Linked DNA regions of Hordeum vulgare: region 2 is linked to region 1. A link is a contact called in public Hi-C data. All regions are on one chromosome and are shown on one strand. Each heading gives the region's core, a stretch centred on a gene start, on an enhancer-like site or on the middle of the called end of the contact. The rest is flanking DNA. Distances are from core to core; before and after follow the strand shown.

Region 1 (3,760 bases), core at 143-2,642:
CATCTCATCGATCACATCTCACCATTGCAACAAATCACTCGGCATGTTCCAGCAAATTAAAAGTGTCGGTTCCAACCAAAATACATGCTATTGTGCAATGGAGCAAACCATGAAAACGGTTGTAGCCACATGAGACACTTGTAGTAGAAATATGCAACGCCGGTTGTAGCATGTAGCAAAACCTGTTGGCGTTGATTGTTGCTTGGAGAAGTGCCTCCCATCCTTGCCGGCCACGGTCACCACACTCGTTAGTCTCGGTTGTCGAAAAAACGAAGCTGGTAGTAGCAAAATATGAAGTGGTTGAAGCAAAAAAAAAGTCATATCACGCGTCCTGGCCGCACACGGAGTCACCATGTTCACCTCTCTATGTGGTTCCAACAAAAAAAATCGGATGCAACATTTTGAACCATTGGGTGCAACTCCTTTGATTGCGGGCACAACTCCACTATCACGTGGGTGTTGGTTTCAGTAAAAAAGAAGCTGGACGTGGCATTTTTTAAAGCTCGTTGTAGCTCTGTTGGCTGCCGGTCGCAACTTGTGCAGGATAGGTTATGGTTCATAGAGCGTTTGGGAGGGTAAAAGGGGAGGGAAGAGTATCCTGGTTGTCGTCGTCTTCTCCCTCCAGTACGGCTCGCCCTAGCAGCAAGCTCCCCTCCCTGTGTGACCTGATGTGGTGGGCGCAGATGGAGGAGTGGAGCAATTGCAACGACATCGTGGGTCACATCGTGAGGGAGAAGAAAGGAAAAGAAAAATAAACGATTCGTGCGAAAAAGATAAGGTATTATGCGAAGCAGTGGATATGGAGGACCCACCATCAAGATTGATCACATGCCTCGTGCGTGACCTGTTCAATCTTGAACCGGCTCGTCTGGTCTAAACGTTTACCTTTAAATTAAGATAAAAAAATCCTTTAAAGGGCGTCATAAGCGCCGAACAGGAGTTGGGAATATACCGTACCATGGGTCGGGCAGGACCGGGCTTGGGCTGGACCTAAAAAAGCTCATAGCAGAAAATTAAGGCTCAAGCCGACCCTGACCCTACCATGAGGCCTACTTTTCAAACCCAAGTCGAGTCCGTTTGTTAAAAAGCCCGTCGGGCCTAGAGCCACAGCCATGCCTCTTCATTAAAATTTTAATATGTCAAGCCTAATCCTAGCCCGGCCTTGTCAACGGGCTCAAAACTCAGGCTAAGCCCGGCCCACAGGCAAGCCCATCAGGCCTAGCCCCTGAATTTTCGGGCCGTGTCCGGCCGGGCCAGACTGGAGATGGCCAGGTATAGCTGGGTAGTCCAGCTGACCTGCCGTTTATACAATGGCGTGTAGCGTGTCCGAATCGACCGTTGCGATTTTTATACTTCCAGATTCAAACCCTACACGATTTCCATTTCGTCTCCTCCCTTTCCGACCGTTGCAAAATCTCCCACCACAAGAGCTCAAATCCGCACCACAACGCATCCCGCTCCCCCCTCACTCTCTCCCTCCCTCTCCCTCTTCGTCTCCCAGAGCTAGAGAATCTGAGAAGTCCAGCACAAGCGGCGAAGCAGCAGCAGCAGCAGCAGGGCATCCCGCGCGATGGTGTCGAGGACGCCCACGAAGGCGCCGGCGACCAGGCCCGGCACCGGCAGCCCCGCGAAGCCGTCGCCGTCGCCGTCCCCGTCCCCGGCGGCGAGGCGCCGCCAGTCCTTCCGTGGCCGTCGCCGTCTACCCTCCACGAAGCGGAGGGCGTCCCCGCTCAAGTCCCTCGCGGCCGCCCCCGCCGTCGTGGTCTCCTCCTTCGGCCGCTCCGTGCGCTTCTGCCGGCGCCGCCTCATCAAGGTTTTCGCGCGCCTCGCCATCCTCGCCCCCCTGTCCAAGCGCAGGGCCGGGGCTGCGGGGTTCCAGCGCCTCCGCTCCTCCTCGCCCCCGCCCACGCCGCACTTCTCGCCCCGCGCTCAGCGGCCTGGCAGGGTCCACCCCGCCGCGCTCCCGCCGCCGTCGGATCCGGAAAAGAAGACTCTTTTTCTGGACCTCGACGAGACGCTCATCCACTCCCAGACCGATCCGGCGCCGGCACGCTTCGACTTCACCGTGCGGCCGGTCATCTGCGGCCAGCCGGTCACCTTCTACGTCTGCAAGCGCCCGGGCGTCGACGACTTCCTCCGCGCGGCGGCGGAGGCATTCGAGGTCGTCATCTTCACCGCGGGGCTGGAGCAGTACGCCTCCCTCGTGCTCGACCGCCTCGACCCCACGGGTGCGCTGATCGCGCACCGCCTGTACCGCAGCGCCTGCCGAGACGACGGCGACGGCAGGCTCGTCAAGGACCTGTCGGCCACTGGCCGGGCTCCGGACTGCGCCATCATCGTCGACGACAACCCAAACGCCTACTCCCTGCAGCCAGAGAACGCCCTCCCGGTGGCGCCCTTCATCGATGACGCCAATGACCAGGAGCTGGAGAAGGTCATGCGATTCTTGGACGCTGCCGCAGGGTTCGACGATACCAGGGAGGCCATCAGGTACTACAAGGATCTGGTCACAGCGAAGTGAGCCGAGCGCCCCAGGCGACGGCGAGGAGTAGGTGTTTCCCCTTCTTTGGGTCTTCCTGAATATTGGTTTGCTGGTTAGCAGATGGTGGTGGGCATTGATCTTTCAGAATCTTCCTGAATGCAGTTTGTTAAATATTTGTATGTGGTTCAATGAAACCGAAACTGGAATTTGCATTGAAGATGAAATTATGCAATATTAATAATTACATTCGTCTGGAGATGGTGGTGGGGAAGGGATTGATCTTTCAGGATCTTCTTGAATGTAGACTGTTAAATATGTTTATGTGGTTCGAATGAAACTGAAACTGGAATTGCATTGAAGATGAAATTTATGCAAAACTCTTTCCACACTTTCCCAGTTCATTACTAGTTGACTCAACACAGCAGGAATTACAAGCCATGTTGGTTTGGGAACAAAGGGACAGCATGATATTAACCACCAAGCCACGCCAGACCGGTACCAAGGTGGGAGAAAAACATTGGCCGAGAGCCTTCCGATCCACCAAACCACCAAGCCCCATGCTCACCTCTCTGAACGACTTCCTGTGAACTGAACATCTCTTACATACAACACTCTGCATTCCTGTACTTGTATATCGGACGGGGCCTAGGCGCTCGGCGCTGCAGCCAATCGTCGGTAAGCTTGAGAAGGAGTTCTCGCCTTGGTTGACTTCCATGCTCTCGCGTGGTGAGCGCTTCGCCCACGCCCGGCACGTGTTTTGCACGATGCCTGCGCACACTCTCATGGCCATGGCGTTGTGTGCGCCCATTCTCAAGCAGCTCAACCGCCTTGTGCGCAATTAGTTGTGGTACGGCCGCAAGGAGGCCAAGAGAGGGCACTGCCTGGCCCAAGGTCTGTCGTCCGCTCGACCTCAACAGGGTTTAGGCCAACTTCACCGCACGATTCCAAACGGACGTCCGGTTTGGTTGGATTTTGTCCTTTGGGACGGTTATGGATTCGTCCATGTCTGTCTCTGTCCGACCCGTCCGTTGGGTCGTGCGTGCGTCCACCGCACGGTCGTATCCCAAATCATGTTCATGTTGGACTTGATTTAAAAAAACTCAATTAAAATATAATAAAATTAACATTAATAAAGGCCCAGTTTTCACGGCCACAAAACGACCCAGTTTTTGACATAATTAACATAAAAAAGTAGCCCGCCCGTCGTTGCCGTCGCCGTCATCGTCTTCATTGGTCGTCGGTGTCGTCGTCGTCGCCGTCGCTGACAAGGTCGACGTA
Region 2 (3,789 bases), core at 808-3,307, 650 kb after region 1:
CTAATAAACACAACCTGTACACAACTCAGGTAGTCAGGTTGAGTCAATGCACTCTCCATCCTTTGTGTTTAGAAATCGAAGAGCGAACGGCGGAAACCAACCGGATTCAAATGCGTCGTCAAAAGGCAACCTGTGACGAGTACATTGTGCTACCCGAGAGCCCTCACCCATAACGGTAACGTCACCTAACGACACAATGTCCTAATTCTCATGGATGAGACGATCGGGCCGCCACCTCCAGCAACAACTCAAGTAGCCTTCATGGGCATCCAATACGCATCTTTGAGGAATACATGATCCTACCGCTGACAAGCAAGCTGTCCCAAGAGTATATTTAGCTGATCCTTTATAATTTAGGCCTTTATATGGCGTCTTGTCCTTTAACTCCTCAAATTTACTCCTCTTAAGTGTAGGGGTTCCTAGCCCGTCCCTTAAACTTAACTCCTTAGAAAACATTCAAACATAAAAATCATGGCTCGTTGTTGATGCCTTGTCGATGCGGCTACCGTCAGGCTTGAGGTTATCAATGTAGTAAAGGTCGATGACCGACGCACTTGACGACCAGGCTTCGTCGGTCTTCCCCAACTCATGGAGCTCGAATTGCCGATGCTCGTCCTCGATGCGCTCCAGATACCAGAGACAGAGCTCCGCCATGAGCTCCTCGTTGGAGCGCTCTGCCTCGAGGCACTCGCGGGGCCTCACGGTCCTTATGTGTGGAGCCCATTCAGAGGTTGATGGACGCCAAATCTATCACACAGGCGTTGAAGGGGAAGTTGAGCCGCGCCGACGTGTTATGGAGAAGCGCTCACCAAATATCGCATGCCCACATTGCCTGCGTCGCACACTGGTAGGGACTAATCCAAATACGTGGGTGGGTTTCGCGAGTCGTAGTCTCAACGCCCACTTCTCCTATGGCTGTAGCCGCACATCGAAGTACCTTCTCTGTGACATTGGCAGGCTGGGGAACCATGGGAAGAATACGCCGACATGGGATGATCCGCCGCGAAATCGGGTTCGGGACAGCTGCCCGTAGTGGCATAGATCTATGCTTCTAATCGACAACGGAGATTTGTCATCCTCACGATAAAAATTTGAGGAGTGTCTATTTGACATTTGACTGAAAATGAATTGGGCATCACTCAAGTTTTCTAACCAATAATAGAACAACTTAAGTCAAACCAGTGGAACAAACAAAATTACAACGTATTTACTGATGAAGTTACACTGTAAAACACCCACGAATTACAATCATAGATCCCACGAGTTACACTCCAAATCTTCTAGAATTACACTTGTGAAAACTGATGAACTTACACTTTAAAAACGGATGAATTTACACTGTAAATACCAAAAAAGTAGAGTGTAAATCATCAAGAAGTACAGTGTAAATACTAAAGAAGTACAGTTATTAAAGTCGAAAAATACGTACTGCATACACAGCGTCTAAAAACGAGAGTTTTCAGCGCAAATCTTAGCGCCAGATCGGATGAACAGAAAATTAAAAAACACTGACTGTAAAATAGCAAAACCGAAGATTTGTCATGGTTGCTCAAGAAAATTACATCCTGACGATAATATAATTTGTCATCTCTTGATTTGGCATGCTAAAAAACTGGACGTTCGATTTGTTGCGGGAACCTAATGAATCGATAAATAGGAAGTTTTTTTCCAAAAAATTATAAAATACTCCGTAAATAAATGCCCGAACTGAATTGGCAAGTGCACGATCTGATGGACGTTCAGGCGTGTACTGATTTCACCATTTCAAAGAAAAGGAAAAACAAAACTCGTGCAACCACTCGTGTGCACGTACTCTCGCCAGCAGAGCGCCTACCAAACCCCTGCGGTTTGCGTCACGTGCACGCCTACTCCGCGCGAACCGTGTACCGTAGCGCCCCACGCACACGTGGGGGTACCCTCCAAAGTGGGTGCCCGTAGGATTCCCACTTCGGCGCTCCCTGGGGAATATGGATCGGGTCACCCCACGCCCCGCCCGACCCGACCCGACCCGGCCCGTTCGTTAAACTCGGCTTAAATCGCCTCGGATCCTGCAAGGAGAGGAAAGGAATCCGAGCCCGGAAGCGCCCCCACACCCACACCCTCCCCTCCTCCTCGCCGTCTCCTCCCATTCCGGCCCCGCCGCCGCGACCACGAGGCACGGCCTCCCATTCCGGCCCCGCCGGCGCTCGCGCGCTCCCTCTCCGTCTTCCTGATCCGAGGCTTCCCGGACCGGAATGCGCCGCCGCTGTACGCCTGGTTTGCTGCCTCATCAGTGTCTCCGTTCCAGTATTTTGTTCTGTGCGCGTTTTCGTTTCCGTTCGAGGCTTCTCTGCTTCCTGACGCTGTTGCGTGCCAAAACCTCGCGAAATCAATCTCGACAGGTTTCAGCGTCAACAGTTTTTTTTTGTTGCTGTGGGGTTTTTTTTTCACGGGAAAAAAATAGATGTTTGTTACCGTGGATTTTATTTAGGTTCGGAAATGCCAAGGTTTTTCTTAAGAAATACTGTAATATTTACGCGCCCACGCAAGAAAAAACCCATTTCACTGGTGAAGTTGCAGTTCCGCTTATAGGAATTTCTCAATGGAGTAGCACTAGCAGTTATGTGAAATTTCCGCGGTTGTTTCCTCTAAGAAAAAGCTGGTTAGTGGGTGCGTGCTGACGGTTTGCGTGCTCTTTGCATACGGGCTCGGAGGAATCACTTGGTAGGAGGATGCGGATAGGCGAATGATGTCAGGGAGCCAATAATCGTGTCATGATATGTGGGGCGTGGACCCAATCATTTTGTCAAGCTCATCTTGAGAAATATTGTCTGCTTCATAAGTTGTTTTTTGGAGAGGATTGTTGCTGATGACTGATGACATCTAGACCCTGTTTATGTCATAATACAGTTAGGGCGTCTGGCGAACTGAACCAAGTGCTGCTACTCCTTTGATTTTTGTGACCGTCGACTTCTGTAGTAAACCATGTAGGATTCAGCATGCGGCCCTGCACATTGCTGTGAATATTCTATCCTTCTTTTGTAATTTAGCGTGAAACAACTGGACGGTAATATCTTGGTGACTAAAGTAAGTGCTTGGGTGGAGCGTTGTGGGCAGTTAGGTAAGCACAACAATCAAACATCAACATACTACTTGTCAACTTAGGCCCTGTTTGGAACCATAATAGATTATAATAATCTGGATTATGAACATAGATTATAAAAATAATCCAGGTGGGCATGTTTGGAGGCCAGATTATATAAACTGTAAACCAGCTTTTAAATTGTACAATGGCATGTTTGCCCTCAGTTTACAAGGAAAAATAGGAAAGTGGCGGTGGCACTGCGTAATTCACTTGAAGTTTACAAGGATAACACGTCATTTGTAATCCATAATCTCATTTTAGCTGGGGTAGAGGAGATTATGAGATTATAATAATCTGGTCATCTAGTTTATAAAATCTACAATATAAACTGTCCTGTTTGGAAATACAATAGATTATAAAAACCAGATTATATAATCTGGGTGGTTCCAAACAGGGCCTTAGTTGTTGGTGTGAACAGCTTGTGTTACTGTAGATTTTCTTTTGGATGAATTTTTTTAGATGGATGTTACTGTGGATTTTAGGTTCGGAAATGCCAAGAGGAGATCGAAGTATCTTGTTCTTGGGCAAAGTTTTTGCAAAGAAATGTGTACGCGCACACACAAGAAAAAACATTTCGTGAACGAAGTTGCAGTTCCGTTTATACGGATTTCTTAATGGAGTACTAGCAGTTATGTAAAAATTCCATGGTTATTTTCACTAAAAAA

The links. A called contact is a pair of places that touch in the nucleus more often than the background predicts.
Region 2: a Hi-C map of leaf shows a contact between it and region 1, with 4 times the contacts expected there. The contact joins the promoter of LOC123401689 here to the promoter of LOC123401592 in region 1. A contact is called at or near these places in 4 of 6 Hi-C or Micro-C datasets (leaf and seedling).

The regions. Positions count from the first base shown.
Region 1 is chr6H:66,994,442-66,998,201 of MorexV3_pseudomolecules_assembly, forward strand. It overlaps LOC123401592 (probable C-terminal domain small phosphatase), which reads left to right and starts at 1,393. Exons shown (of 1, transcript XM_045095418.1): 1 at 1,393-2,738. The coding sequence starts at 1,571. The coding sequence ends at 2,521.
Region 2 is chr6H:67,646,679-67,650,467 of MorexV3_pseudomolecules_assembly, forward strand. LOC123401689 reads left to right here and starts at 2,058. Exons shown (of 6, transcript XM_045095534.1): 1 at 2,058-2,247.